7 separate regions of the Mus musculus genome follow, and regions 1, 2, 3, 4, 5 and 7 are each linked to region 6. The links are chromatin contacts, called in public promoter capture Hi-C maps. All regions are on one chromosome and are shown on one strand. The core of a region is the stretch at or near the end of the contact, and the rest is flanking DNA. Distances in the headings are between cores, read along the strand shown. Region 1 holds the start of Zfp579 (zinc finger protein 579). Region 2 holds the start of Fam71e2 (family with sequence similarity 71, member E2). Region 3 holds the start of Isoc2a (isochorismatase domain containing 2a). Region 4 holds the start of Kmt5c (lysine methyltransferase 5C). Region 5 holds the start of Tmem238 (transmembrane protein 238). Region 6 holds the start of Cacng7 (calcium channel, voltage-dependent, gamma subunit 7). Region 7 holds the start of Shisa7 (shisa family member 7).

The links. Promoter capture Hi-C pulls out the DNA fragments that hold promoters and counts their contacts.
Region 1: a promoter capture Hi-C map of liver shows a contact between it and region 6, with 2.6 times the contacts expected there. The contact joins the promoter of Zfp579 here to the promoter of Cacng7 in region 6.
Region 2: a promoter capture Hi-C map of liver shows a contact between it and region 6, with 5 times the contacts expected there. The contact joins the promoter of Fam71e2 here to the promoter of Cacng7 in region 6. A contact is called at or near these places in 3 of 39 promoter capture datasets (embryonic stem cells, liver and stem cell-derived epiblast-like cells) and 1 of 115 datasets of contacts at active chromatin or transcription factors (embryonic stem cells).
Region 3: a promoter capture Hi-C map of pre-B cells shows a contact between it and region 6, with 3 times the contacts expected there. The contact joins the promoter of Isoc2a here to the promoter of Cacng7 in region 6. A contact is called at or near these places in 3 of 39 promoter capture datasets (cranial neural crest, frontonasal cranial neural crest and pre-B cells) and 1 of 484 Hi-C or Micro-C datasets (cranial neural crest).
Region 4: a promoter capture Hi-C map of liver shows a contact between it and region 6, with 2.1 times the contacts expected there. The contact joins the promoter of Kmt5c here to the promoter of Cacng7 in region 6. A contact is called at or near these places in 8 of 39 promoter capture datasets (cranial neural crest, frontonasal cranial neural crest, hippocampal neurons and 4 more).
Region 5: a promoter capture Hi-C map of pre-B cells shows a contact between it and region 6, with 4 times the contacts expected there. The contact joins the promoter of Tmem238 here to the promoter of Cacng7 in region 6. A contact is called at or near these places in 6 of 39 promoter capture datasets (the 3T3-L1 cell line, embryonic stem cells, hippocampal neurons and 3 more) and 1 of 115 datasets of contacts at active chromatin or transcription factors (pancreatic cancer cells).
Region 7: a promoter capture Hi-C map of liver shows a contact between it and region 6, with 6 times the contacts expected there. The contact joins the promoter of Shisa7 here to the promoter of Cacng7 in region 6. A contact is called at or near these places in 2 of 39 promoter capture datasets (hippocampal neurons and liver).

What each region holds. Positions count from the first base shown.
Region 1 is chr7:4,994,750-4,997,449 of GRCm38.p6, forward strand. It overlaps Zfp579 (zinc finger protein 579), which reads right to left and starts at 1,352. Exons shown (of 2, transcript NM_026741.2): 1 at 1,255-1,352; 2 at 1-163. The coding sequence starts at 161.
Region 2 is chr7:4,769,852-4,772,551 of GRCm38.p6, forward strand. It overlaps Fam71e2 (family with sequence similarity 71, member E2), which reads right to left and starts at 1,419. Exons shown (of 11, transcript NM_172895.3): 1 at 1,096-1,419; 2 at 724-878; 3 at 390-645. The coding sequence starts at 1,260. It overlaps Il11 (interleukin 11), which reads right to left. Exons shown (of 5, transcript NM_008350.4): 5 at 2,527-2,700.
Region 3 is chr7:4,875,664-4,878,363 of GRCm38.p6, forward strand. Isoc2a (isochorismatase domain containing 2a) reads left to right here and starts at 1,390. Exons shown (of 6, transcript NM_001101598.1): 1 at 1,390-1,530.
Region 4 is chr7:4,738,700-4,741,399 of GRCm38.p6, forward strand. Kmt5c (lysine methyltransferase 5C) reads left to right here and starts at 1,428. Exons shown (of 9, transcript NM_146177.2): 1 at 1,428-1,540. Gm24537 (a small nuclear RNA gene) reads left to right here and starts at 133; the gene lies at 133-234. Gm42369 (a long non-coding RNA gene) reads right to left here and starts at 1,381. Exons shown (of 2, transcript XR_881802.3): 1 at 593-1,381; 2 at 291-503.
Region 5 is chr7:4,788,163-4,790,862 of GRCm38.p6, forward strand. It overlaps Tmem238 (transmembrane protein 238), which reads right to left and starts at 1,398. Exons shown (of 2, transcript NM_029384.1): 1 at 843-1,398. The coding sequence starts at 1,380. The coding sequence ends at 850.
Region 6 is chr7:3,331,378-3,334,077 of GRCm38.p6, forward strand. It overlaps Cacng7 (calcium channel, voltage-dependent, gamma subunit 7), which reads left to right and starts at 1,448. Exons shown (of 6, transcript NM_133189.5): 1 at 1,448-1,659.
Region 7 is chr7:4,843,249-4,845,948 of GRCm38.p6, forward strand. Shisa7 (shisa family member 7) reads right to left here and starts at 1,448. Exons shown (of 6, transcript NM_172737.4): 1 at 1,357-1,448. It overlaps Isoc2b (isochorismatase domain containing 2b), which reads right to left. Exons shown (of 6, transcript NM_026158.2): 6 at 1,712-2,117. The coding sequence ends at 2,022. It overlaps Gm36127 (a long non-coding RNA gene), which reads left to right. Exons shown (of 2, transcript XR_881804.2): 2 at 1,535-1,737.

The DNA.
Region 1 (2,700 bases), core at 102-2,601, 1.7 Mb after region 6:
AGGCGACCACAGGTTGGGCAGGGCAGAGGCGCCCTAGGGGCTCCAGCACCCCCTCTGCCACGACCACGGCCTCGGCCACGGCCACGGCCACGGCCTCGGCCTCGGCCACGGTCACGGTGAGGTGGGCTGCCCTGGGCGGGTGGAGGGGGCTGTGGATCCATGCCTGTGGGGAAAAGGGGAAGAGGCAGGGGTGGGGAGAAGAGATGAAAGATGTGGGGTGAGGTGAAGAGGAGAGCAGAGGTACAGGGCAGGTAGATCCACAGTTCAGAAGAGGATACAGATGAAAGTCGGGAGAGGAAGGTGGTGAGGAGGCAGAAGGGGATAGACACAGGAAAGGAGAGGAGAGAGTTGTGGAGACGTAGGAAAGGGGGGCCAAGTTCAGGAGAAACACAAAGGAGAGAGATAGAGAGAAAGAAAACATAGATATCAGAGGTGGGAACGGTCAGGAAGACAGAACAAGACACATACAGAGGAGACACAGGGAGACAAAGTCAGCCAATTGATTTTGCTCTAGTGCCCTGGGGCTTGAACATTCCTGGAGGGGCTGGGAACCAGTCCACCCTTGGGGCCCAAGTAGGGTGGGATTCAAAGTCAAGAGGCCCTGGAAATAAAAAGTCCATAAGTCAGGGGCTGGGAGGGACCAGTGGGTAGCCGGGCTTAAGCCCCTGGGTCTGTGAGAGGAGAGCTGGGGTCTGGATTCCTGGGTCTGAGGGAGGAGGAATGGGGTCTGGATTCCTGGATCGGAAGGAGGAGGGCTGGGGTCTGGGCTCCTGGGTCTGAAGAAGGTCGGGGTCTGCACTCCTGGGTCTGAGGGAGGACCTGGACTCCTGGGTTTAAAGAAGGGCTGATTTCTGGATCCCTGGGTCTCAGGCAAGAAGACTGAAAGGTAGGACTCCTGGGTCTCAGATAGAACCAGATAGGCGAACTAGACTCTTGCAGGTAGACGCAGCCTCTGAGTCCGGGTGAAGGAAGAAGCTGGGTAAGGGGCCCTGACTCACAAGACAAGGGGGAGGAGTGGACTGGGAGCTGGGCTGCAGAAAATCCTCAGCGAGAAAGCTGTGGCCAGACCCCTGGCCGGGCGTGGTGTCGGGGGAGGGCGTGGAACCTGCCGGCTGTCGGGGGATCTAGGTCCAAGAGGGGGTCTATCTGTTCCGGGTAGGTGTGATCTGCAGAACTAAGGCAGCGGGTCGAGGCCTTGCAGATTGCTCTGCGCAGGGCCTGGGGCTCGCCCCAGTCTCAGGGAGCCGGTCTTACCTCCACCTCCTGCGCTCCTTTCTTCCTTCCCTGCGGCCGGGCGATCGCGGACAGTGGTGGCGGAGAGGGAGGGGGTTGAGCGTAGTGGGAGGGGTGGGGGTGGAGAAGGAGGCTGGGCTCGGTGTTACAGCCTAAGCCTTCCCCCCGGAAACCCGGTGCTTGGTCGGAGGCCAGAAGAGGAAAGACTGGCTGAGAAGCCGGAAGCGGAGGGCCAGGGACCTGGTGGGGGTGCGGGGGGGGGGGGGGCGGGAGCAGAGGAGGGAGCTGCGGCTCCTGGATCCCGGGAGGGGAAGGGGCTGAAGGCCTGTCCTTTGGACCCTCAGAGGAGGAGGAGGCTGCAAGCCTGGGAATCTGGATCCAGCTTTCCACCCCTCCTCCATTTCCCAGCAGATAACACATATTCATTCATTCTTTCAACAAACAGGCATTTATCAAGCCCTGCCGGTGCCAGGCACTGTGCTGGCTGCTGGGTCTGAAGAAGGCAGAGATGGAGATGAACGAAGCAGTGAGTGATACAGGCTTGAGAGTGAACATCAATGATACAAGGAGTGCACCTCTATGATCGAGCCTGACTCTCACTGTCCCTTGGTTGCCTGGGCAAGCAATTCTCTCTTCTCCGAGCCTCAGTTTCTCCCTTTATGGTAAGCCCCAGGATCACAACCCGACCAGTTTTATCAGAACACCTACTGTGGGCTGGCTCTGTCCTTGGTGCTGGATCGATAAAGGCAAAATTCATACTATGATGAAAAGGGACAAACAAGAGTCAGTCACAGACGGTGTGACGAGGGAAGCTCTTGTTTTGGGCAAAGTGCTGTGGAATGAAGGGGATGGAAGAGACAGTGAGCTGGCTTTCAATGGGAGTGAATGCCATTCCTCTAGTCTTCCTTGGCAACTACGTTTCTGGAACTTGGAGCTTTAATGTTTCAGCCTGCTACATGGGCCACATCTCAAAGTATATATGATGGAGAAAAAGGGCCGTTTCAGTTATCTGCCTGCATTACAGTGTTGTTTTCTTTAGGGTTAACTTCATGCCAAACATAGTTGGCAAGAGGCTGGGTAAACTGTTCCTTTTGTACGTGTCTGGGTGAGTAGAGGTTTGGAAAGCTTTGATATGCTAGTAATTCCAGGAATTTACCCTTGAGAAACCAGAAACATGCAGTATTATACTTGTGCCAGTCCATTGCGGCTGCTTTCTTTTTCTTTTTAAAAACATTTCAGGGGGCTGGTGAGATGGCTCAGTGGGTAAGAGCACCCGACTGCTCTTCCGAAGGTCGGAAGTTCAAATCCCAGCAACCACATGGTGGCTCACAACCATCCGTAACGAGATCTGACGCCCTCTTCTGGAGTGTCTGAAGACAGCTACAGTGTACTTACATATAATAAGTAAATAAATAAAATCTTAAAAAAAAAAAAAAAAAAAAACATTTCAGTATAGGTATTGTGGGC
Region 2 (2,700 bases), core at 169-2,668, 1.4 Mb after region 6:
CGGGTTGGCCTAGAACTCAAGAGATCTACCTGCCTCTGCCTCCCAAGGGCTGGGATTAAAGATGTGTGCCACCACTCTTGGCAACGCTCAGCATTTTTATGAGGGTTCTGAGGGTTTGAACTCAGATTCTCATAGTTCCTAGGCAATAATATCTTTACCAACTGAACTGTTTTCTCCACCCCATGATTGTCTCACCTGCCCAGCCTGCACCTTCCTCCCCATCTTTTCTTCCTTGGTCCCATGAGGTCAGACTCTCCTTTTAAATACAGCATTCTAGGATCCCAGCTCCTTTCCAATGGGATGGGAGCGGCTAGCCTGTGGGCTGTGGGTCCCCTGTTCTCTGTGGAATCTGGACGGTGGTTTCCAGGCCTTGTTCATTGAATCCTCACCTGAAAGTGCCAAGTGGAGGCAAGAGTGACTTCTGGGGGTATTTCCAGCACGGAGGGTTCTGTTTTTGGTGTCTTGGATAATTTAGGCCCTCGAAGCATGTTGATGAGGCGAATCCAGCGGTCAAACAGAAAGGCCAGCTCATGTTCAGGGGCATCCAGTGCCAGGAAATAATGACGGCCGGATCTCAGACGCAGTTTCAGTCGCCAGGTGGGCAGATCATCGACATACAGGCGGGCAAGGTCTAGTGGGATCATCCTGCGGGAGGTGGGAGACAAGGTAGCTAGTGCGATAGGATGGAGTGGAGTGAGCTAGGATGGGGCTCAAGGAACATACCTGGTTAGGATGAGACTGGAGCACTCCTCGTCCTCGGGGGGCCGAGCAATCAACAGAATGTCAGGCAGCATTAGGCCAGGCAAGGATGCTGCGACACCCATAGTCAGCTTGTTGGATTTGTTGTGTAATAACGCAGGAGTCCCATTGTTGGTTACCTGGGGCAGCCAGGGAGCAGGGCTGGGACCAGTTCTTTCTCCAACATTCCTCCAGCATCCCTCACCTGAGAGCCTCCTTTCTTTCCAAACCCATCTTCTACCTACAGGAGTTCAAATTCCAAATCCCTGTTCAACCCACTCTGCCCAGGGGTTCCCTCTCTCTTCCTGTGTCTCAGACTTCCTCCCCCATTTCCAGGGGGCTCAGGGAGCTGGGGACCTGGGTAAAGTTACTCTCGAACATGGGCAGCGGGCGGAGGGGCAGGTATTCGGCCATCTGAAGGGTCTTCTGCATCTCTCCAAGGATGGGAACCCACTTCGGAGGCTCCGGGGGAGGCGGAGGGAAAAAAAAGCGCCACAGCCGCCTCATAACAGCGGGTGCCATAACAGCGGGTGAGGGTGTATAGATTCAAGAATCCTGGACCCAAGTGGAGCCCTGACCCCCACCCCAGCCCACCAGCTTTGGACCCTTGGGCTTCAAGGATGTCAGGCGCTCAGCAGTGACAGAAAGTGGAGTGTCCCCAGGGCCGAGAGACTCTGGTATGGCCATGGCCCTGCAGAGAGGTAGTCAGCACTAGGCCGTGGGTGGAACCTTTGAGAGGGGCTTTGTGACCTCACTAGACCCTAGAGGCTGCTTCCTGGGAACTGCCTAGGGGCCTCACCATTCCAGAATAAGGTGTGGACTCTTTTGAGGGCTGGGATAGGTGACTCAGACCTCTATCAGAACATCTCCATCTCCTGGACCCAAGATTGTGATGACACAGCCCTCCCCCCCCCCCGCTCCCCCCTCCCCGCCCCCCCCAGGGATCTGTGTTAGAACCTCCATAGGGATCATTAACCCAAAGGCTTGAATCACAGGCCTAGTTCTGCCTGTGACCCTCCTCTTTACTCTCAGGAAGACCCAACCCCACATTGAGCCTCAGTTTCCTAATGGCTCGTGTGTGTGTGTGTGTGTGTGTGTGTGTGTGTGTGTGTCCCCACAACTCTCGAATCAACTAAACACTGAACTGTAAAGAAAGGACGACCATAGCTGGGCATGGCCATCACAGCTGTTATCCCAGCACTAGGGATGGGAGGCTGGAAAATCGTGTTTGAAACCATCTTAGGCTATGTAACAATACCTTGTCTCAAAATAATAAATAGAAAAATAAAGCAAAGGGCTTGGAGATGCGGTTGAGTGTTAAAGTGCTTGCTTGGCATGCACAAGGCCCTGGGTTCAGTCCTAGTACCATAATGATATAAGGCCAACTACCTGTATGAGCATAAGAGCAATAAGCTGGGCATGGTGGCACACAGTTTTAATTCCAGCACTCTGGAAGAAGCAGGCAGATCTCTGTGAGGTAAGACTCAAAACCAAGGCAAAATACCCTACAGAAAACAATTCCTCCCCTTGAGCCTCAGTTTCCCTCTCTTTTGTAAAGCAGGGCAACTTTTTCTGAATCTAAGACAACTTCTTAAGGAGATATATGTATATGTGTATATATATATGTGTGTGTGTGTGTGTGTGTGTGTGTGTGTGTGTGTGTGTGTGTATGCTCAGTATGACCCAGGACATGGGCTCAAATAACCATTTTTCTTGGTCCCTTCTGAGTCCTATTTTGAGGTTATACAGCATGTACAGTGGGGTGAGACAGAGACTGGTACAGTGCCATTCTAAAAATAGTGTTTATTAATGTTTATAAATGTGTCCTGCAAAATACAGTCATGGTGAAAACTCTGGAAAATGCAAACACAAACAGTAACAGTCACCCACTGTGCCATTGCTTGTTTTCAGCCCTGAGGCAGCTATCGTCAACATCATGGTGTTTCCATTTTGAAAAACCAA
Region 3 (2,700 bases), core at 140-2,639, 1.5 Mb after region 6:
CATGCCAGTAGTGCTGGAACCTAGCCTTGGGGCCTCCTGCCATCTACTCTGAAAATCTGGCTATATAGGAACCTCCAGCAGTAGGGCCTCCAGTTGTGGGGACCAGGTGTCCCTGGGCTGCAGCCCCAGGGAATGTATAAACAGAAGTCTCACTGCGTACAGATCTCAGGGCCCAGTTGAGAGACCCCGAGGGACTGCACGGGCTCTAGGATGCACGGCTGAATGTTCTGAAGTAGAAATACAGATCAGAGCACACTCCTCAAGTGTGCAAAGGACTGGATGGCTGACGGTTCCAGAATGAGAGGTCACCCTGGGAGTGCGGGTGAGCCCTAACACCGTGCTTGTCTTATGGGGTAGATGGGTAGACTCCGGAGCCTGTAGCTTGCTGGTTAAGAACTGATACAGAAAGACAAAGTGCAGACAAGAGGGGAGGGTGCTCGTTGGGCGTCTCCTACATGACCAATTAAAACATAACTGGGCCTGAATATAAAACAGACAGTGTATGGGTGCAGAGGCAGAGGAAAGTGCCTGGAGATAGATAGCCAATTAGGGGAACAAAAGCCTCTTTAGCAAGGCGAGACTAGGCAGAGTCAACCTCAGCGATGAATGTTGAGGGCTTTTAAATGGAGACTTGGGAGGGGGTTGCATTGGCTGGAAAGAGAGGGATCCTGTCTCTGAGAGGGGTGCCAGTACCTCCAGGCCACAGGTCAATCACTTCACCTCCAGGCTCACACCCTACTCCAGAGCTCCCTCCAGAGGGGTGAAATTGAGGCCCAAATGACTCCTGGGAACAGGAAGCCTGGCCTCTGTAGAATCCATGGAATCCTGAGATTCATCAATGGCATGCCTGCTTGTATCTACTTAATTTTTCCCATCTATTTATTCTGTGGTGTGTGTGTTTCTGTCTTTGCATACGTGCCTGCGCCACATCAGGTCTGCAGAGGTCAGAAGACAAGTTGCAGGACTCAGTTCTCTTCTTCCAAAATAAGGGTTCTAGAGATTTCTACAGAAATCAGGTCCAGACCTTGCTGAACCCTGCAAGCCAGTCTTTTAGTGGGGTTCAGGGAGCAGGCTTTCAGTGTGTAGCCCACGATGGTGCAGGTACCTTTAGCTCAGATAAGAAAGGCAGGTTGTAACTGTGAGGCGCAGCAATAATACAAGGTGCAACCTGATAACCTCTACCTTCATTCCCAGTTAGAATCTGAGCTCTCAGCAGAGGCCGCCTCTCAAGCCCTCATCGGCTCTTCATTGGTTCTGTGCGCTATCTCTCCACCCCTTAGGCTTCTGCGGACCAATCAGATTCTCATGACTGACCCGCCTTAGCCGCCCCTCCCCCTTACAGGGCGCAGCCGAGGCGCGAGCTGATTGGCCTGCTCGGGAGGGAGGGGTAGACACGTAAGGGGAGCAGACCTCGTGTCCAAAGTGGGCAAAACGGTGACCCAGCCCGGAACTAGTGACAGTCCAGTGGGGGAGAGTGCGCTGAAGGGACCTAGTGGAGGGACTTGCTGCACTCGAACCTGGTACCGCCGGGTAAGTCCAACTGCCCGTCCTTACAGACGGAGGAAACGGAAGGTTTGCGGGGTGTCCAGCTGAGGAGGGGCTCCAGTTGGTCTCAGGATGGATCATCAGGGAGGAACTTCAAGCTTCTCCAGAGCTAAGTTTTGTATCAGCCCCAGGAGTGGGCGATTCTCACGCCCATTTCTTCCAAGAAGAAAAGCGTCCCAGAGACACAGAGCTTAGAAATCTGGGTTCCTGTAGTGGTGTGCAGTAACCACTTGCCCAATTAAGCAACCTCATCCCCAGTCTGTCCGCAGGAGGTCACTTACCCCAGCCTAAGACAGGTTTCCTTTACTGAGCTGAGGCCTCCTTCCAGGACCCCCACGATGTCCCGAAATCTCTCTGCAGTCTAGACACCCTCTTCACTTTTCACACGCGCGTCCCACCTCCACTCTTTCATTGTCTCCCTTAGATTGGTTATTTTCTGTCCCAGCTCTCACCCAGGTTCCGTTTCGTCTGCAGATCATACCTAGCTGGCCTGAACTTTTTCTTTCTTTTTTATTCTCTCAGATACTACATCTCGACTGCAGTTTCCCCTCCTCCCTCCCTCCCCAACAGCCCTCCTTCCCTCCACTGCTCTTTCTTTTCCGAAAAGGGCATGCCTGCCCTCAGACGCCAACCAAACATAGCACATCAAATTGCAGTAAGACTGTGCACCTCCCCTAGTATTAAGTCTGGAGAAGGCCGCTCAGGATGAGGAAAGGGTCCCAAAAGCAGGAAAGAGTCAGAGACAGCCCCTCTCCCACTGTTAGGAGTTCCACTAGAAGACCAAGCTGCACAACCCAAACACATATGTAGAGGGCCTATATCAATCCCGTGCAGGCTCCCTGGTTGCTGGTTCAGTCCCTGTGAGCCCCTATGAGCCCAGGTTAGTTGATTCTGTGGGTTGTCTTGTTGTCTTTGACCTCTCTGACTCCTGCAATCTCCCCCTCTTTTCTGCAGGACTCCCCAAGTTCTTCCTAATGTTTTGATTGTGGTTCTCTTCATCTCTTTCCATAAGTTGCTGGATAAAGTGTCTCTGATGACAGTTGGGCCAAGCACCAATCTATACCATTAGGCATCTCAATTTTAAAAAAAATATTTATTGCTGCCAGGAGTGTTTGGTTCTATCCTAGGTCTCTGGGCTATCTAGCCTCCCAGGTA
Region 4 (2,700 bases), core at 178-2,677, 1.4 Mb after region 6:
GGCATGGACCTCAGACACTTGAAAGTATATCAGTGTATGATATTTGCTTTGTAGACGCAACCATGAAGCTGTGAGTTGGCAAAACCCCAAGATCACAGAACGGTGCAAAACTTCAGCCTCCTTAAAAACAAAATGTTGCAGCAGCACATATACTAAAATTGCAGCGATACAGTGAAGATTTGCATGGCTCCTGTGCAAGGATGACGAGCAAATTCATGCCTGATCTACATGGTGAGTTCTAGGACAGTCAAAGCTCATGTCTCAAAAGAGAAGCTACTATGATTTAATCAATTGTGTGTGTGTGTGTGTGTGTGTGTGTGTGTGTGTGCGTGCGCGCGCGCGCGCGCGCGCCTTGGCATGAATGTGGAGGTCAAGGACAACCTTCAGGAGTCGGTGCTTTCTTTCCATTATGCGGATCCTGGCTATGAGACTTGTGGGCAGGTGCTTTTACACACTGGGCCATTTCAATGTCCCATCTCACTTCAATCGGTTGTTCCTTCAGTCTGTAGTAACAAAACATTCTGTGCTGTAGGCATTATCCTAACCCACCAAATAGATAACTCAGGAAAGACAAAAACAAAAGTAAGCTTACTTGTTTGGACGTAATTATGATATCCTGCTAATTATACTTGCAGGATTGAAGAGGTGGGTAATCTTAATTAAGGGGTTTCCCCAGGGGAGTGCCCCATGAATCAGAGCTTGTCTTCTAAGTCCCAACTTCTCAGCGTCGTCTCTTTCTGAACTGTTCACAGGCAGGACAAGAAAACTTCACAGAGTTCTTGTAGGTACAATTTTCCAAAGATAAGGAATACTGGGAAAGAGAAAAGATCTTCTTGCTAAGCAGGGTTGGCACTGAAGTTTTGTTGCCATGGCAACCAATGGTCTCCTGGGGCCGGGAGCGCGATGGCGCGTGTGTGCATTCACCTCTTTCCTTCCTGGTTCGCTCAGGGATTTTGCCCCACTTCAAGCTGAAAGAAAGAGAATAGAGCTCCGGATTTAGGGTGATGGGCGGAGGCCTTAACGAATGGAAGCGTGGTCCTGTCCAAGGCCAACCAATAATATACGAAGTTTGTCTCTGACAGAGCCCTCCCTCTTTTCACTTGGACCTGAATAACCTGACCCAAACAGAGTTTCTGTTGGAGCGACGGCTCTTTAAGCCAATGAAAGCACTGATTTGGGACAGTGCAGAAGAAGAGGCGGGACAGATTTTTATGGCAACGCCTGAATGACAGCGACCCGAGCCATTGGCTGTAGTTCGCTGGATTTATTGACAGAGTGGGCGTGGAGGGGTTTTGTCAGGGCACCGACTGGGGCCAGAAGAGGCGGGAAAAAGAGAGCAATGAGAGTCAGCCAATAAGAACAGCGCGAGTTTCATAGCAACGGAAGAGTGACGGCGGGTTGGGCCAAAGGAAGGTTAAGCTGTTTGTTACGCCGGCCGAGGGGAGGCGCGGCGGCTGTGTCGGACGAGAGCCGGAGGAGGCGGTGGGTGGAGGTGGCGGCTGCAACGCGGGTTCCTGAGGAGAAGGAGGAGGAGAAGCGGGTGAGGGGCGGCGCGGGGCCCGACCTCTGAGCCCCCTCTTGGCCCCCGCCCCGCGCCGCCCGGCCTCCCAGTCACCCCCTGAACCGGCTGTCCCCGGGCCCTTCCTCGAACCTTGCGGTCCAAGTCTCCAGCCCCGCGGATCTACGCGCTCCTCACTCGTACCCTTCCCTGCACCCTTGGAGCCCATGCAGACTCCTCTCTCACTCTCAGGACTTTCCTTGCACCTTAGGAGTCGCTCCTTGCCCCACCAGGGCCCATCCCCACCACCTTTTCCTGCATCGTAACCTACCTACCCTGTCACACTCAGGGCACTTCCTGACTCCTGTCTCACTATCCTGGTCTCTGAGGCCCTTCCTCTGACTCTCTGTTTCCCCAGCCCCCTTCTGCAACCTTCCCAGGCTTTAGTTAGCTACTTAGCGCCCTCAATTCCCTCCTCGAACCCGTAGGATCTTTCAGGTTTCCATCACTTCAAATCCCCCAGGATTCCCTCAAACCCTGCTTGGAACCGCTAAGCCCTTCCCTTGGACCCCAGGCATATCTACCCTTTGGATTTCGTGGGCTCCTCCCTTGCAACCTCAGGTGCCTTCTTCCCCCCACCCCCGCCAATCCTGACTTCCCTCCATCTTTCTCTCCCCTTTCTCTCCCTTCACATCATACTCCCTACACCTCACTTTGTCTTTTCCCAGCTTCCAGGCTTTTTTTCTAAGCACCCTCTTCATTTAACCCAGACCGTTTTTTTTCCAGATCTTTCTCCCAGAGTGGCGGAGTGTGTCTTGCCACACTCTGCCTTCTTGCTCTCTCCCAAAGCGCAGAATTGTCAGACACACCACAGTGAGGGTACTGGGTAACCTGGCCCTCCATTTTATTTGATTTGGTTTTCTGAATCTATTTTTTTCCCCTCTTTGCCTCCGACCCTTTGTTTTGACTTGTTCCTCCTCTCCTTTCTGTTCCTCCCTTCTTCCTGTTTTTTGTCCTCTGGCGGGCTTCCCTTTTGCTGGAGTCCTCGGAGAGGCATTAGGGACTGGATCCTTCTTCCCCTAATGGCTGCCTGGGCTCCACCCACAACCTTTTGACCACTCCCCAGAGGAGGGTGACCTTGGAGGGAGGTGCTGAGGACGGGAGAATCAGCCTAGCAGGGGGTCAGCAAAGGCAGGCCAGAA
Region 5 (2,700 bases), core at 148-2,647, 1.5 Mb after region 6:
GGACTATACAGAGAAACCCGGTCTTGAAAAACCAATAAATAAATAAATCAATAAATAAATAAAAATAAAAGCAGAGGTTTTACACATCAGTCAATGGCCTGGGTTTGATGAGATGGCAAGAAAGAAGCAGGAAAGCTGGAGAGAATTTAAGAAAGAAAATACAGGGGTCTCAAAAAAAAAAAAATGGCGCATTGGGTAAAGGTGCTTGCCACCAAACTGCTGACCTGAGTTTGATCTCCAAAGCCTACATGCTGGAAAGAGAATAGATGCAACACAAACATTGTGTCACAAATGCGCGCACACGCACACGCACGCACACACACACACTAATAAAGGGCCAAGAGTGGTGGCACATGCCTTTAATTCCAGCACTCCGGAGGCAGACACAAGCTGATCTCAGTTCAAGGGCAGCCTGGTCTACATATCAAGTTCCAGGACAGCCGTGAAGCCCTGTCTTAAATATCAGAGAAAGGGAAAGGAACAAGGGTGCTTTCCCTCTCTGTGCCCACTGGTTCTTCTTTGCCTCTGACTTCACATTAGGACCGCCTGTCTGGATGAATGGCACTCTTTCATTTGTACATTTGTGTGGTCCGGACAAGAGTGTCACCTACTTTCGGAGCTTCTTGTACAGTAACAGTAATGAGCTCAGAGAACTGGCTACAGGGAGGATGGCATGAGGCCTGGTGCACGTGGAGCAAAAGGAGGAGGGCGTGCTGTGACTCCCAACTTTGTCCCACCCATCCTTCCGAGTCTCTGCTATCTCTGACTCACTCTCCTGCAGTTTCCCCTTCCAGCGACATGTCCGTCTCCCCACCACATCTCATTCTTTCTGGTGTCCTCACCTGGGGCTCACTCGCTGCCCGTGCCTGCCGCCACGGACCCCGCCTCAAGCGTGGCGAGCTGCAGGCGCACGCGGCGGGAGCCGGAGGAGGAGGGCTGGGGCGCGCGGTTCGCTCTGCGTGCTGAGCGGAGACCGGCTGTGGTCCGGGGACTGGCGGTGGCGGGCGCCGACCAGCGACGGGACAGCTTGCGCGCCAGGCGGGCAATCGCCGAGGGTCGTAGGCCGTAGTCACGCTCCAGCTCCTGGCGCGAGATCTCGATGTTGCCGGTGTACCAGAGAATCCAGCCCAGCAGGCTCAAGAACACCAGCAGCGCCCCAGAGTAGATGAGCAGGTCCCCGAAGTCGCGGCCGCGCACCTGCAGCTGCGCGAACACGCCGGTCAGCAGCGCCGCCATGCCCGCCACGTCCAAGGCCACGGCCAGCAGCAGCGCCATGCGGCAGCGGCCCAAGCCGGCCGCTGGAGCCGGTGCGGGCGCGGGTGGGGACGAGGCGCCGACCGCGGACGCCTGCGAGCCGCACACCGGTGACGCTGCCGCCATGGCCCTCGGTGGCCCGCCGCCGCCTGCTCCCCGACAGCGTCCCGGGGTGCGGCTTCCCGGGGCGGAGTTAGGGCCCGGCGCCAGGTGTGCCCAGTGCCTGCATGGTCACCTGAGCTCACAGCCTGGACCTGGTGGCCCGAATGAGTCTCTTGTGTAGCTCAAAGGTCTGGGAGGATCAGCGGCGCACGACCCTGTCCATTAAGCAGTGCCAGATGACTAGGGCCAAATTTCAGGGTGGCATAATGTAGCTAGATAGTGTTTCTACTTAGTGCCCGTCTCCCGAGGGCTACCTGTACCACCAAGTCCATAGTGAAACAAAATGGGGATCAGAAACAAAAAACCGGGCATGTTGGTATGTAGCTCGCTTGGTGGAGTGCTTGCCTACCATGCTCGAAGTTCTTGATTTCATGCCCTGCACAGCATAAAATCCAACAACAGCAACAACAACATTCTCTGGAGCACAGAATCAGCAGCCAGAGCCCTGAAGCTGTCTCCATGCTTGTCTTTTGAGATCTCTTGTGAGTGTAGGGCCTTGTTAACCCAACCTGGGAATACAATGAACCCATCTCCCAGGTGCCAGCTGACACCTTGTGTACACAATATACTGAGCTCAGGGCTCTGTTAGTGCTCAGATGTTAGCCTGACAAGACCTGCCTTCCTGTTCCTAGCCACAATTCCCGAAGTGCTCAGGAAAGGTGTCCCTGAGGAGATGGCATAGAAATTGTAGCTTTAGCCTGACAGTGGTGACCCATGCCCTTAGTCCCAGCACTTGAGAGGCAGATCTCTTGATTTCGAGGCCAGCCTGGTCTATAGAATGAGTTCCAGGACAGCCAGGGCCACACAGAGAGATCCTGACTCAAGTCAAACCAAACCAAAACTGTGGCCTTTTTGCTATTATTTTTTAAAGATATATTTATTGTTATATGTAAGTACACTGTAGCTGCCTTCAGACACATCAGAAGCCGGGCGTGGTGGCGCACGCCTTTAATCCCAGCACTCGGGAGGCAGAGGCAGGCGGATTTCTGAGTTCGAGGCCAGCCTGGTCTACAGAGTGAGTTCCAGGACAGCCAGGGCTACACAGAGAAACCCTGTCTCGAAAAAAAAAAAAAAAAACAAAAACAAAAAAAAAACCAAACAAACAAACAAAAAAAACAACAACAAAACAGACACATCAGAAGCATCAGATTCCGTTAGGGATGATTGTGAGCCACCATGTGGCTGTTTGGAATTTGAACTCAGGACCTTCAGAAGAACAGTCAGTGTTCTTCCCCACTGAGCCATCTCACCAGCTCCAACTTAGAGAGAATTTAATGGGTATGG
Region 6 (2,700 bases), core at 198-2,697:
GCAAAGTGCAGATACAGACAACATACACCAGAATCTAGAGAAGTCCTGGTAAGAAATATGAAAAGCTAGCCTACTGTGGGGAGACAGACTTGTTCAGAAGGACCCCATGTTACAGAAGGTGAGAGAACCAGAACCTGGAAGCTTGGGAACCAGTTAGCAAGGCAGAAGACAGGCAGAAACGTCCTCCCGGCCTCTTTCTCCCCTGACCCACTTTGCAAGTACGTGTGGAGGAGAGCAGGGAGTGAAGGGGACCAATCAAGATAAGACTACGTTTCCCAGCAGACATCGCAGAAGACCCTGCCCCCCTCCCCAGGTGCTGTCCTCTGGCCGCCAGGGCTGATGGGGAATGTAGTCTCTGGATCGGGCAAGCCAGCAGAATGGTGCCCCTGTCAGTGTGTTTGGAGGGGACAGAACCTCAAAAGCTTAGCAGGTTCCTTTGAAGGCCTGGCATCTCTCCTCCGGATCTTCGAGTCTCACTCCAACTGGAGGCTGAGGTTACCCCTTTCTCTGGTATCACCTCTCCTGTACTCTTATCACGTTCCTGAAAGCCCCAGTCCAAGTTTCGACCCTCGGCGGGCAGCCTGCCCCTTTAAGAGTGGCCCCGCTGACATCACGGCGGGGGGGGGGGGTGCTGGCCCCGCTCCCAGCTCCGCGGCGGCTGCAGGACCCGGCTCTGCTCTGCGCCTGCCCGCCAGCTGCTCTAGGGACCCGGCCCGGGACGCCCCTTCCCGCCTTCTTCAGCTGCCCAGACCCCCAGGCTCCGCCCCTTGCCTGGCTACAGCCCCAGTCCTCGTCAGGGGGATATCCCATCCTGGCTTGCCCCTGCTGTCTCTCCTCAGAAAGTCAGTCTCTCTCTCTCTCTCTCTCTCTCTCTCTCTCTCTCTCTCTCTCTCGTCTATTTCTCTCTATTTTTCTATTTCCCCATCCCATCTCCTACAAGCTTAAGGTCCCTGGATTTCAGTTTCCTTTGGTCCAAGGCCTCTGAGCTCTCCTTGCCTGGATTTTGGGGCTCTCTGACCTCTCTACTCCCAGGGCCTCAAAATCTCTGAGCCGCTGGAGTGGTGGGGGTGGGGACACCTGAAACTACTCCATCTCTGTCTCCTCTTTTCTGTCTGTCTTTTCTAGTCTCAGGACGCGTGAGTTCCAGAAAATATTTCTCTCTCTCTCTCTTCTCTCTTCTCTCTCTCTCTTCTCTCTTCTCTCTTCTCTCTTCTCTCTTCTCTCTTCTCTCTTTTCTCTTCTCTCGCTCTCTCGCTCTCGCTCTCGCTCTTGCTCTCTCTCTCCTTCTTGGGCTCTCTGCCTCTGTTTCTATTCTCTCTCCCTCCCTGCCTGCCTCCCTGCCTTCCCCCCATCCTGAAGGCTCATCTCATTCCCTCGCTGCATCCTTCTCCCTCCCTTCCCGCCCCTCCCCTCCTCCGCATTAGCCAATGAGCGGCCGCTGGTCCCTGCTCCCGGCTGCGTCCGCTGAGTGAGGCCGCGGGCGAGGGGGGTGGGGGGTGGGAGGCCCGGAGGGGGCCGGGACGCCGGGCTCGGGGGCGGGGGCGGGGGGCGCGGGCACCGGAGACCCCGGTGGCGGCAGCGGCGGCCGGGGAAAACCGCGGGGCCGGTCATGCGGCTGCGGGGCCCGCGGCCCGGAGCGTCCGCCCAGCCCTGAGAGAGGTAAGAGCGAGGGGAGGGTCCGGTGAGGCAAGGGGGCTCCGAGCTAGACCACTCTCAGCCGGAATTGGGGCTCGGGGGAGGTTAGAGGGGCTCCAGGTATGGGATCCTGAGGATTTCAATGTTGAATTTGGGAAGGTTTTGGCGGATAGAGGAACATTTGGGCCTGGTGGATCCCGGAGGACCTGGGGTCCGAGGGTCCGAGAGTAAGAAAACAAACTCGGTGTTTGAGAGTTAAGAGACCGTCGCCACTGGGTAGGCTCTAGGCGGGGTCTTTGAGGAAGCGGATCACGACGAAGGAGGAGGGCCCAGGCCGGTAAGAGCAAGCCGTGAGTCTGGGAAAGGGTCCTAAATAAAGCGGAGAGTTACGGACTCCAAGGATATCGAAGGGAGATGGAGTTTGGACTTGGGCTTTGAGGAATGGCACTTGAGCCATTCAGATATCCAGATCGCGGAAACGCTGGCGTAAAGGATCAATCAGAAGGAGATTCCAGGCCTGGTGATGGTGGAGGTGGGGGTGTCCCAGAGGTGGAATGGCAGCAGAATAAAGAGCTGTGTGGGTCAGGTAGAAAGAAGATGAACTGGACGTGAGAAGGAATGGGATTAATGTAAGAAGTGAGGGGAATTGGAAAGGTCCAGCTCCCCAACTGCTAGTCTAGTAGGAGGAGCAGACCCGAAGGCTGAGGTCAGCTCCCCAGACCAAGACAGTCCGGTGATTGGGTAGATAATGCTTGTATGAGCTGAGTACTGAAAGCAGAGCAGGCAGCTGGCGGTCAAGCCCCAGAGCCACTTGAAGGGGGATGGGAAGAAAAGCTAGACAGCTCTGTTAAATCTAGATCTTTGGGTCCTCCACGAGGCTGGGGCTGAAAGTGAGGGGTTCTGGACCTAAGAACCCCAGGATGTAAGTGGTGACTCTGATTCTATGGTCTTTATTGGGATGGAGTAGAATCCAAAAGCTTACAGAATTCTGATGGAGCCAAGTAGAGTCTCATGTCTTAATTGCATATTGGGAAAATGTTTGGGGGAGGTGTCTCAAACTTTGTA
Region 7 (2,700 bases), core at 198-2,697, 1.5 Mb after region 6:
GTGATGGAAAGTAGACAGAGGCTGAGACACAGAGAGTAGGAGACCCAGAGAGAGAAACAGAGGCCCTGGGATTGGGAGGGGAAGTAAAAGACAGCGAGAGAAGTGAGATCTAGGGATGGGGAGGGCACAACCAATAAAGTCTAAAATGGCCCGAGTGGGGTCTGCAGGTGGCGGCTGAGGAGGTGGTGGTGGGGGCACAGATCAGGGAAGGGGGTAGGAGCATGTGGAAGGGGTTCCTAGGAATCTCAGGGATTAGGAAGTCGGTTTGAGGTGGGAATGCGGAAAGCAGGCAAGATTGGGGACCTGTAGAAGGAGGGAGAGGAGAGTAGCAGGTCCTGGCTACTGTGGCGCTGGGAAAGACCCCCAAATCCCTGCCTGCTAAGGATAGCGTGGATACCACATGCAGCGCTACTTTGTCTGGGCTGTCTGGGGTCCCTGCCTAGAGTCTCCGTCCATTCTCTTCTTAGGCCCCCTGCCTACGTGCAGCCGGCTGTCTTCTCTCTTTCTAACCTGGCTCTGCCGTCGGGTTTCTGTTCCTCTGCATCTCTGCGTCTGTCTAGGGCTCTGTCCGGATCTCTGTCTGGGCCCTCCATCCCCAACCTCCCCCGCCTGGATCTGTAGCCTCCTTGTAATTTCCACACCCAGTTCCTCTGTCAGGGGCTCTCTCAATCTCTGCTTGTCTGTCCCGGGATTCTGTCCCTTCTAAGTGTCTCATTCTCATCACTGCACTGTTCCCCGCCCTTTGAGCCCCTCACTCTTGAGCAGAGTGGGTGGGGGGCGCTGCGGAGGGAGCTGTGTGTTCCCAGCGCAAAATAGACTCCCGTTGCCATGGCGACGCGAGCGCGGCCTCGAGACGCAGGCTTCGGGCTGGGTGTGCGGAGGGGACACCTGGAACCGGAACGCGGGGGCCGGGGCTCCGACGCCCGTGTCCCAAGGGGCTCCGGAGGATGGATGGAACTCCTAGGTCCCCGGGGAGGGTGTACTGGGCTAGGTAACTTGTGGGAGGGGGCTGGGCTGCTAGGATCTGCGGCGGCGGTGGGTGAGTTTGATTGTCAATGGGGTTGGACTGGTCCTTGCATCTCTGGTGGACACGGGATGCCTTCAAAGGCCCCCAGGCTGGGGATGGAGTCTGCGAATCTCGGGTGAGGGTTTGACGCGGTGGAGGCGGAGGGGCGTCTGTAGAGTTTGAACACTCTGATCTCCAAGGGGCTGCAGAATTCTGCGTCTTGGGCGAGTAAGGACCACGGAGCAGCAACTGTCCATCCCATCCATTCACATACTTGTCCATTCCTCCCCATCCCTCTTTTTCCCCCGTGCCTCAGTTTACCCCTCCTCACCAGGTACGGATGCGCTCACCTCACTTTCCGGATGCGGGACCTTCAGGGAATCGGGGGTGGCAGCGTGGGGGCCAGCCAGGGTAGGCAGAGCGAGCGCGTGTCTGCCAGCCCGCGGGGCTGGGCGCGCGCGCGCTGATGGGGGTGGGGGCGGCAGGCTGCGTGGTGGGGACCCTGGCCGGCAGCTCTTTCTTTTGCAGATGCGCACCGGCCCCAGTGCAGATGTGGCCGCTGCCAGCCCTCGCCTGTGTCTCGCGCCGGCTTGGAGCTTGGAGAGGCGCCTCCCCCACCCCACCTGGAGGAGACCCCACTTTCTTCCTCCCACAGACCCTTGTAGCCCCCGTGATGCCCCCTAAACCCAATAATGGTTCGGTCCTCAGTCACATAAATGTTTATTCTCCGAGACAGGGTCCCAGTTGTGACATTTGTTCCCCCTCCTTTTCCCGCTTCGTGAAGTGGCCCGGGGCCCAGCCCCACCTCCACCTTTCTCTAAACCAATTCCCACCCAGCATCAAGGAATTTCATTTGCATTTCCGGGACCAGCTGCCCAATCGGAAGACAGAACCACGCCTCCTCTCCCACGGGGGCGGTTCTCCTGGCGGACTGCACCACTCTTGGGATCCATGGATGAAGGAAAAGTCATCCATCAACGTCTGGGTGACAAGGAGGGTGGGTGCTTCCTTCAAGTCAGGTCCTGGAGTTGGGCAACAGGGAGTTTTTCTTGCCTTGGAAGAAGCCTAACAGTCCGATGTCTGTGACTGGCTCCTTGAGGATCTTCTGAATCTGCAGGCAAAGGAGATGAGGAAGTGAAGAAGCCCTATCTCCGGAATAGAGAATCTGAGGAGCACCTCTTCATCTTGATCTCCCTTATTCTGACAGCATCGCTTCTCCAGTCAACTACTTCTTTTTCCTGTTTTCCAGGTGACCTCTCCCTCACACTTGCCTGGTTGAGCTGTTCCCCGCCATCTTGGTATGCTCTTGCCTTGGGACCACTAAGAGCAGATGGTTTGGGTTATCTTGTCTACCTCCATGTCCATCTTCTTCACTAGTCTCATCTTTCCTGGGTCATTCCTTTAGCTCTCAGCTCTCCCACACACAGACCCAACGAACTCATGAACTCTCAACGAATTTACACAACTCTCTCTTGGTGGAACAAGAATAATCAACCACATTACTGGCAATCAAACAGTCCAGCCAAGTTTATCTCCAGAAAATTATACCAAAAAATGCAAATCCTGCACCTCCACTTCTCTTCCCTGGTTAAACCCCACCACTGTTTATGGGATTTGTTGGTTTCCCTTCTTTGTCCCAGGCCACATAATGTAATCTTTTGACTATTCACCAATTTGATGGTGGCCAGCTCCTG